Regions from separate parts of the Danio rerio genome. Here region 2 is linked to region 1. A link is a contact called in public Hi-C data. All regions are on one chromosome and are shown on one strand. Each heading gives the region's core, a stretch centred on a gene start, on an enhancer-like site or on the middle of the called end of the contact. The rest is flanking DNA. Distances are from core to core; before and after follow the strand shown.

The links. A called contact is a pair of places that touch in the nucleus more often than the background predicts.
Region 2: a Hi-C map of hematopoietic stem cells shows a contact between it and region 1, with 4 times the contacts expected there. The contact joins the promoter of taf6l here to the promoter of men1 in region 1. A contact is called at or near these places in 1 of 18 Hi-C or Micro-C datasets (hematopoietic stem cells) and 2 of 4 datasets of contacts at active chromatin or transcription factors (caudal fin and embryo).

What each region holds. Positions count from the first base shown.
Region 1 is chr7:17,682,820-17,687,230 of GRCz12tu, forward strand. men1 (multiple endocrine neoplasia I) reads right to left here and starts at 1,796. Exons shown (of 10, transcript NM_130953.1): 1 at 1,743-1,796.
Region 2 is chr7:17,922,908-17,927,158 of GRCz12tu, forward strand. taf6l (TAF6-like RNA polymerase II, p300/CBP-associated factor (PCAF)-associated factor) reads left to right here and starts at 1,909. Exons shown (of 11, transcript NM_001199722.1): 1 at 1,909-2,323; 2 at 4,200-4,251. The coding sequence starts at 2,177.

The sequences.
Region 1 (4,411 bases), core at 546-3,045:
GTTGCATCCAGGCTTTAATCTCCATCAAGCAGGTGTTAAGTGGAGATTTTTTATCCTACAAGACTTTTTGTTGTGTTACTATTTAAGTGTGTTCCTTTTTTGCTCTGACAATGTAGCTCTGTTTTCTACAGTTCTGTTTATTTTGTTATTTGCACAGTAGTGCTGACTACTGACAAACCCTGTACTGTTTTTTATTTATCAAAGATTTTTTTTATAATTTAAAATATTGTGCAACATTTTTAAGCAGGAGAAAAACCTGCACTGTATTTTATATATTAAAGATTTTGTGCAGCTGTTATTTTTTTCTGCAGCTGTTTATTTGTAAACAGCGGGAGAACCCCCTGTGTTTGAATTATATTTAGTTTAAAAATGTTTAATAAACTTTTAATAAAGGCCTTAACTCTCAAGTAACCATTTATGGGAAAATTCCGGATATATATCGTATACCGTCATTCCTCTTAAAAATTCCAGGAGATATGATATTTTGCCCATATCGCCCAGCCCTGAGGTGTGTATTGACAAGATCCCACGGATACCCTGAATATACACAAATATTATGTTTAACGTACCAGAACAGCAAAGTATGATTACATGCTTCACTGCAACAGTTTTTAATTTAGGTGACACCCATATATCAGGTTTAATCAAAATACAGCAGACCAATGTATTCCCTCCCTCATTGTGTTCTGTAGATACAAACAATGCGTCTTATCTCATTTTACCAGTGTCTGATAAAGTGGGCAGGAGTTACTCTTTGCATACTAGACTGTAACACTAAGAAAAAAAATAGTACACACACTTGACATTACCATAGAACAGATCTAGCACAATATAGCACGAAATTCGAAGCCAATATTTTCATTTGTGTATTTAGAAATGTTACTTACACTGCAAGGTTAGAATTTAAAGGAAACTTAAAAATGCCAAAATAAAGGTTCTGGGTCAATGTATGTCCCTGCACAAACTAAATTGATTACAATTTGAAGGCATTACATTTATTTAGTGTTTTATGTGTATTTTACACAGTATTTAAAATGACACATATAAGTATGATATTGTGCAAATATTCCACCTGGAAACACAATAAAACATACTGTGAATGACATGCAAGATTCAGCAAAGATTAAAATGTTTTTTGAAAATCAGTTCTGGTGCCATTATTGGGTCATTTCTGACCCTGATTTAAAGCACAGCAAATAAAATAGACAAATATTTAAAGTGTGTACTTGCTGGCTCAAAGGATGCCAAGTGGTCACTTAGGGAAATCCCCAAAGACACGTGTATAGCCACACTTGATGTCCCAAATGTAAAACTTAACATTAAATTGGATTAATTAGCTGTCAAATCCAAAATAAAGCTTTTGGATTGGCTAGAGTTGACATTAGACAGGTTGAACGTTTTACCTCAAGCATAAGCTCGAGGTAAGTTACAGTATACTCCACTGATACCAAGAGTTACATTTAAACAACCAGTATTCAGACATAATAAAAGAATGCCATGCAAGATGCTATCAATAACGACCCAGTGCATGAATTTTTGAGCAATGAAAACAGCGCAACAGCAACCCATGTGCGCCTGTGTGGACATCTGCATGATGCTGCTGCAGCTAACGTTAACTAGCTTGCACAAAATATCAGCTTCTGGTGTTTTTCTAGGTTAGAGGGCGTTTTGAATTAAACATATTGTTCTAGCCTTGCTTTCTAAACAATAACGCGATGCGTTGTTTCATCCACAAAACATACCTTTGTTGAAATTACATCCACATGCTTTTGTTTTGCTCCTTGCTTTTGCCGCGCAGTCAAAGGACAGAAGCTTCTACAAAACGCCAGAGACGTAAACAGTCTGCTCCTACGTCAAAACGTTGAACCGGGCAATCCTATTGTTCACAGATCACTTCCGGGTTCTAAAAGCATTTTGGGAAATGTAGTAGTGTCATCGTTGCTATTAATGACGGTTGGCGAGCCAGTTTTTGCTACATCACCGCCAGTGTTTGGAGACGAAAGTAGGGTGTGCACCTTACATTCATTGGTGTGTATTGACTAAATTACTTCCAAAGCGTAACGTTAGTCTGTTGCTTGCTGATTTTCAACTTACCATGTCATTTAGTCAATAATGTTTTTGGATTACTTTTACTTACGCTACTTGGATTACCTTTGGATTACTTTTGATTTTGTGCCAGCAGTTGTGTAAAGTAACAAATTACAAATACTCAAATCATTGTAATTGAGTAGTTTTTCTCAGGAATTGTAATTTACTAAGTAACGTTAGTTTTAAATTTGTATACTTCCCCTTGAGTCCCTCTTTTGTGCTGTATTGGTACTTTTACTCCACTATTTTCCTTCAACCTGGGTAAAGTCTAGATCGCATATGCGGTCGGCTGGAAGTGCGATATGCACATCAATACCAGCCTTTTTTATGACACTATATAGGCCTAACAATAATTAATATTTTAACAGTACTATGACGGTTTGGTTTAGGGTTGAGGTGGGGATAGCCGGCGTTAAAAACTAAAATTTAATAGGTAATTTAATAGATAGCATAAATAATACTCAGTACTACTACTGTTTTAACATTACTGTGACGGTTGGGTTTAGGGTGGGGGTAGACGTTAATTTAATACAATAAGTAGGAAATTTAATAAATAATATAAATAAATCTCAGGCGACCCAGTGGCGCAGATGGTAGTGCTGTCGCCTCACAGCAAAAAGGTCGCTGGTTCGAGCCTCGGCTGGGTCAGTTGGTGTTTCTGTGTGGAGTTTGCATGTTCTCCCTGCGTTCGCGTGGGTTTCCTCCGTGTGCTCCGCTTTTCCCCACATTCCAAAGACATGTGGTAGAGGTGAATTGGGTTGGCTAAATTGTCCGTAGTGTATGAGTGTGAAGGAGTGTGTGGATGTTTCCCAGAGATCTGGAATCTGCAGCTGGAAGGACATCCGCTGCGTAAAAACGTACTGGATAAGTTGGTGGTTCATTCCACTGTGGCGACACCGGATTAACAAAGGGACTAAGCCGAAAAGAAAATGAATAAATAATTCTTGTTAACTTCCGGCCGCAAGCATACTGGATCTGATCTAGCAAAAAACTTTAACCTGGAGTCACTACTTTATTTTTTCTTATCTATGGGTACTGGCTGAGTAGAAAATCAGTTCTGTATTTCCCGTCTAATCAAATCCCACATAGAAAGTAAATCACATCCTACTGAACAACATCAAGATATGGCTGCTTTATAAATGCAGCAAACCGTTTGGAAGCATTACAAATGTCCAAGAAGATCTTCATACGCTATGAACCAGAGAGTGTTTATAGACGGCATGTCACTGATGAGAAAATGAAGGATGTCGACTGCATGATGACTGAAATTGCCAAACAGCACTAAACAATCACTAAATGGAACAAATGAAGAATGAAAGGAAGGGTCAAATGAAGGAAGGGCCGAACAAGGAAAGAAAGGAAGGACTGAACTAATGAAGGAAGGAAGGACCAAATGAATGAAGGAAGCAATCAAGAAAGGACTGAACAACTAAGGAAGAAAGGAATGAACGATTGAATGAATGAACAAATAACCAAATAAAGAAAGGAACAAAAGAATGAATGAATCAGTGAACGAATTAAGGAGGGAATGAAGGAAGAAACAAACAAATTAATGAAGGACAGAACAAACAAACAATAGAAGGAAAAAAGGAAGGAAGGAACAAATTTAGGAAGATCACTAAATGGACTACAGAATGTTACGTTTACACATCCCTGCACAAACTGCATGAAAACACATCAACTTTTCAGAGTGTAATACTCGCTACTCTTGGGTACTTTTACTCATTATTTAAGTAATATTTACAACACACACTTTCACTCTACTTGCACTACATTTTTAATGGTACTTTTACTTGAGTATGATGTTTCAGTAATCTTTTCACCACACCTGTTGCTGATTTCAAAATTACTTTGTAATTTATTTTATAACAATTCTGGATTACTTTTTACGTACTTGGATTACTTTTGGATTACTTTTGACCTAGCACCAATGACATAAACTTGAAATATTTACCAAGTAGGTCAAAGTGGTTAACAGTAATCTGATTATGGGTAGTTTAAAACGTAATGTAATCTGGTGTTGTGGAAACAGTCTGCATAATCTAAATGACTTATAATTAGTACCGAAACTGTAAACATAACATACACACCTATTTGTATTTGTGATTTTGCCATTATGTTTTACATTCAATAAAAACACTATCAATTACTTATATGATTTAATTATAGATGATTGAGTCAGGATTACATATACTGTCTTAATTTGTTAACATAAAAAAAAAGTACATCAGCTTCGTCAACTGTTATTAGTCTTCATTGATAATGTTTTCAAAGTTTTAAAGGGCACTTATTTTACCCCTTTTTTAAGATTTATGATAAGCCT
Region 2 (4,251 bases), core at 659-3,158, 240 kb after region 1:
GAATGATTTAAAACCAGGCTGTTCAACCAACTAAAACCAGCTTAGGGAAAGTAGGCTTTAAAATACATTAACATTGGTCCAAAAGTGTACATTGAACATATTATTGACCAAAATAAAGCACTTGAAAAACTTTAAAAGGGGGCAGGCAGGAAGAATGAGCATCATTAACTGCTACTGACAGATCATTTGTACAAGATTTTTTCCAAGCCGACAAGAAAATGAATGAATGAATGAGATGTTGACACACAGCGAGTTTTGCAAGTTGTTAATGTTATTAAGTCTTACTTTCCCGACTCATTTCTGCTTACAGCCATATAGGCTTCTATAATATGATGATGATCTTATTTTGTCTAAGCATGGCTAGAAGCAAAAATGAGGGATAGAGTTGGGGATGTAAGACTTAATAACATTAATTCTCGGCCTTGAGTCATGATGAACAAGATGAACAGATAATTATAGGCTATATGCAAATTCTTAAGTGATCTTAGTTTATCACTCCAGTTTTGTCTTTGCATCATTTTCCAGTTATATTTAGGATTGTTTTCTGTTAATTATTTTAATATAATAATTGTATAATGATAATATTAATAATAATTTTATTTATAATAAATATAAATATTTTTAATATTGTGTATATGGGGGTGATTCGCCCAGGGTGCAATTTAAGCTAGAACCACCACTAGGTATGTTGATGATTGAGGTAAAGTTGGTTTTATATTTGCACATTCATTCAGTGATAACTTGTGAAATGCTCCCTATATTGTTTAGCAAGATACTTTGAATAGTCAGTCTGAAATCACATGTAAGCATGACCTGAAAACAACATTAGCACTATTTATTTGACTGTGAGCAATGTTGTGCTTTGATAGTGATTGGCTGCTAATATGAGTTCATCGTTTAGACTTTGCAAAGAATACTTTTTCTGAAATTACATTATTAAGGAGAACGTCTGAATGTGTGAGTAATCCAACCTCAATGTGTTGATGGGTTCTGTTATTTCAGAAAGTCTCTGACTAAACTAAAGTTTTGGCTTTTATTTGACGTGCACAAGCATGAATTCTGTCTAAATATTTAGCATTCCTATAAAATAATGTGTGCATCTGTTTATTGCTTTGAATAGCTTCGAACTGTTGAAAACTTCATAGCTTTTTCGTATGTTTCTGCAGAAAATAGCTCTCCATTTAAACAGTTTTAAAATTGTATGCTAGGCCTATATTAATATGGGATTCATTCTTTATTTTATCTTCTTTCTTTCATTTATATTTTACAACATTAAAACAAAACTTTGTAGGTAAGCATTAAAGCATGCTATAATGTGATACACAGTGCGTTTATTTTGAATTTAGCTTTTTTGCTTATATATCATGGAGGCCTGCAATCAATCAGTTTCACACAGACAACTACAATCAAACAAAAATGACAAAAGGATTTCTGGTGGTAAAATAACAATGAAACTTCTTTGTTACTTTGATAGACCTGTATATTTTTTTCCAGGAACCAGGCTTGACCAGGCTGGTTTTAGCTGGTCTTGGCTGGCCTTCCAGCCTGACTAGGCTGGTCATCTCCCAGTCTGAGCTAAGACGGCTAAAACCAGCCAACCAACCTAGGCTGGTATAAGCAGTTTTTTCAGCAGGGTTCGCAAATATATTTTTGTATTTTTAATATATTTGCAAATACATATTTGTACCCTAAATGGCGGCTTTACATTTTAATACAGACAGTTGAAGGCCTTGAATTTTGCAGTTCACATTGGCAGTTTGGCTGAAATGTTTTTCCATTATTATTAAATAATACAGCGTGTGTGAAATCAGACATGTAGAACACTTGATGCTAATATAAATGGCAAACTATCTGAAGCGAAAACTCCGCGCCACAGAAAACAAACAAAACTGCGCATGCGCGGAGTTCTTAGCCAATCGGACACCCTCCTCAAGTTCAGCAGTGTGTTGTCGGAAGAGTTTAGCATCTTGTGCTAACGTACTCACAACAATGCTGTAAATCAGAAAATAAATGACATTTATGAGCCCACTCAGCACCGGTTGACAATAAGAAGGTACGATGCGTGTTTTTAGCCCCAGTTTGTTATGCTAACGCAGCCTTGCGAGGAGTAATAAGGAGAGGCTGGTGTTACGCGGGTCTGACGTTAATCCGCAGCATCTTTAGTTCTAACGTGAAGATGACCGAGAGGGAGGAACGGCGCTTCGCTGAAGTGCCCCGGGAGTCCGTCAAACTGATGGCGGAGAGCGCCGGAGTGGAGCTCAGCGAGGAACTGGCGGGTCTGCTGGCCGAGGATGTGTGCTACCGGCTCAGGGAGGCCACACAGGTCACATATACCAGTTCATCTTTTCATTAACGTTACTGGGCTGCAGTTGGTTTTATATTTCCACATTCAGACTTTCTCATTAATAATGTCATTTTATAAAAGTATTATTTGTAAATTATAAATGGGGAAATCAATTAATGACTATCAAAATGTGACTATTAAAGTATAACATTCTTCAGAGCCAATTGAATGTTGCTAATGTTTTTTTGAATGAAGTCATACTTGACTGCGATTTCAGACCAATAGCGTGGTAAGTAAAGTTAATCATGAGGACCGTTAAAATTAGCGAATATAAAACCAACTTTACCTCAATGATTTAAAGCTTATACAGACATGAACAAAACTTGTTGTTTATTTTCACCTATTTTGTGATTATTGATTTTTTTTTTATCCGTTTCAAGTTATTTCAGTGACTGCTGTGGGGCTTTCTTCAGTTAAAGGGCACCAACCATTTTGTCCATATCTGTATGTGGACCTGCTTTGCTTTGTAGTTTGCACTGATGTGTGTGTGTGTATGTATATATATATATATATATATATATATATATATATATATATATATATATATATATATATATATATATACACACACACACACACACACACACACACACACACACACACACACACACACACACAGTTGAAGTCAGAATTATTAGTCCCCCTGTTTATTTTTTCCTCCAATTTCTGTTTTTTTTTTTTTTCAATGCATTTCTAAACAAAAGTTTTAATAACTCATTTCTAATAATAATTGATTTATTTTATCTTTGCCATGATGACAGTAAATAATATTTTACTTGATATTTTTCGAGACACTTCTATACAGCTTAAAGTGACATTTAAAGGTTTGACTTGGTTAATTAGGTTAACTATGTAGGTTAGGGTAATTAGGCAAGTAATTGTATTTCGATGGTTTGTTCTGTAGATAAAAAAAAAAAAATAGCTTAAAGTTGCTAAAAATTTGGACCTTAAAAAATTAATAACTGGTTTTTCTCTTGCTGAAATAAAACAAATAGGACTATAAGATAAGAAAAAAAATTATCAGACATACTGTGAAAATTTCTTTGCTTTGTTAAACATCATTAGGAAATGTTTAAAAAAAGAAAAAAAAGTTCAAAGCGGGGCTAATAATTCTGACCTTAACTATACTAAAAATGTAGAACTTTGTTTTAGTATGTAGGCCTTTGGACTAGAAGCAAGAAAAAAAATTAAAGTGAGAAAAACATTTATTTTTTTATGTTAAATCAGTCATTGATAAGGTCTATTATATAAAGGGATATTGACAATCAGTCAATCATCAAGTAATCGTTAGCATCCCTAAATAAAATAGCCTATAGTATACACATTAAAGGATATTTCTCCCTAAATTCACTGTACTCCCCATTAAAAGGACAGCTCATCCAAAACTGAACATTCTGTGACCATTAACTCACCTTTTACTTGTTCCGAACCTGTTTTATTTATTTATTTGTTTTTATGTTGAACAATAATATCCAATAACTAGTAGGTAATGTCTTTACAAACAAACAACAAATAACAAAGATTTTGGATAGTAAAATAACAATGAAACTTCTTTGTTAATTTGATACTGTAATTTTCTTTTCTTTTTTTACCGGGAACACCACTAACACTACCACTAACTAACTTCTAACAAAGTGGAAGAACATCTCCCTCAAATTCAAAAAAGTATCAAAACAGATTGTATACCCTGTGTGAACACATTCAATACATTTTAGACTGTGACTTTTTTAGGTTTATATTTTTTCATATATGTCATTTTATTCTTATAAAGCATTAGCAGGAAATGGTATTGTTAGACATTGTTATAAAAACAAAACCTTAAGGCTATACATTTAATCTGCTTTTCCACCCACAGAACAGCTCACAGTTCATGAGACATGCGAAGAGACGGAAACTGAGTGTGGAAG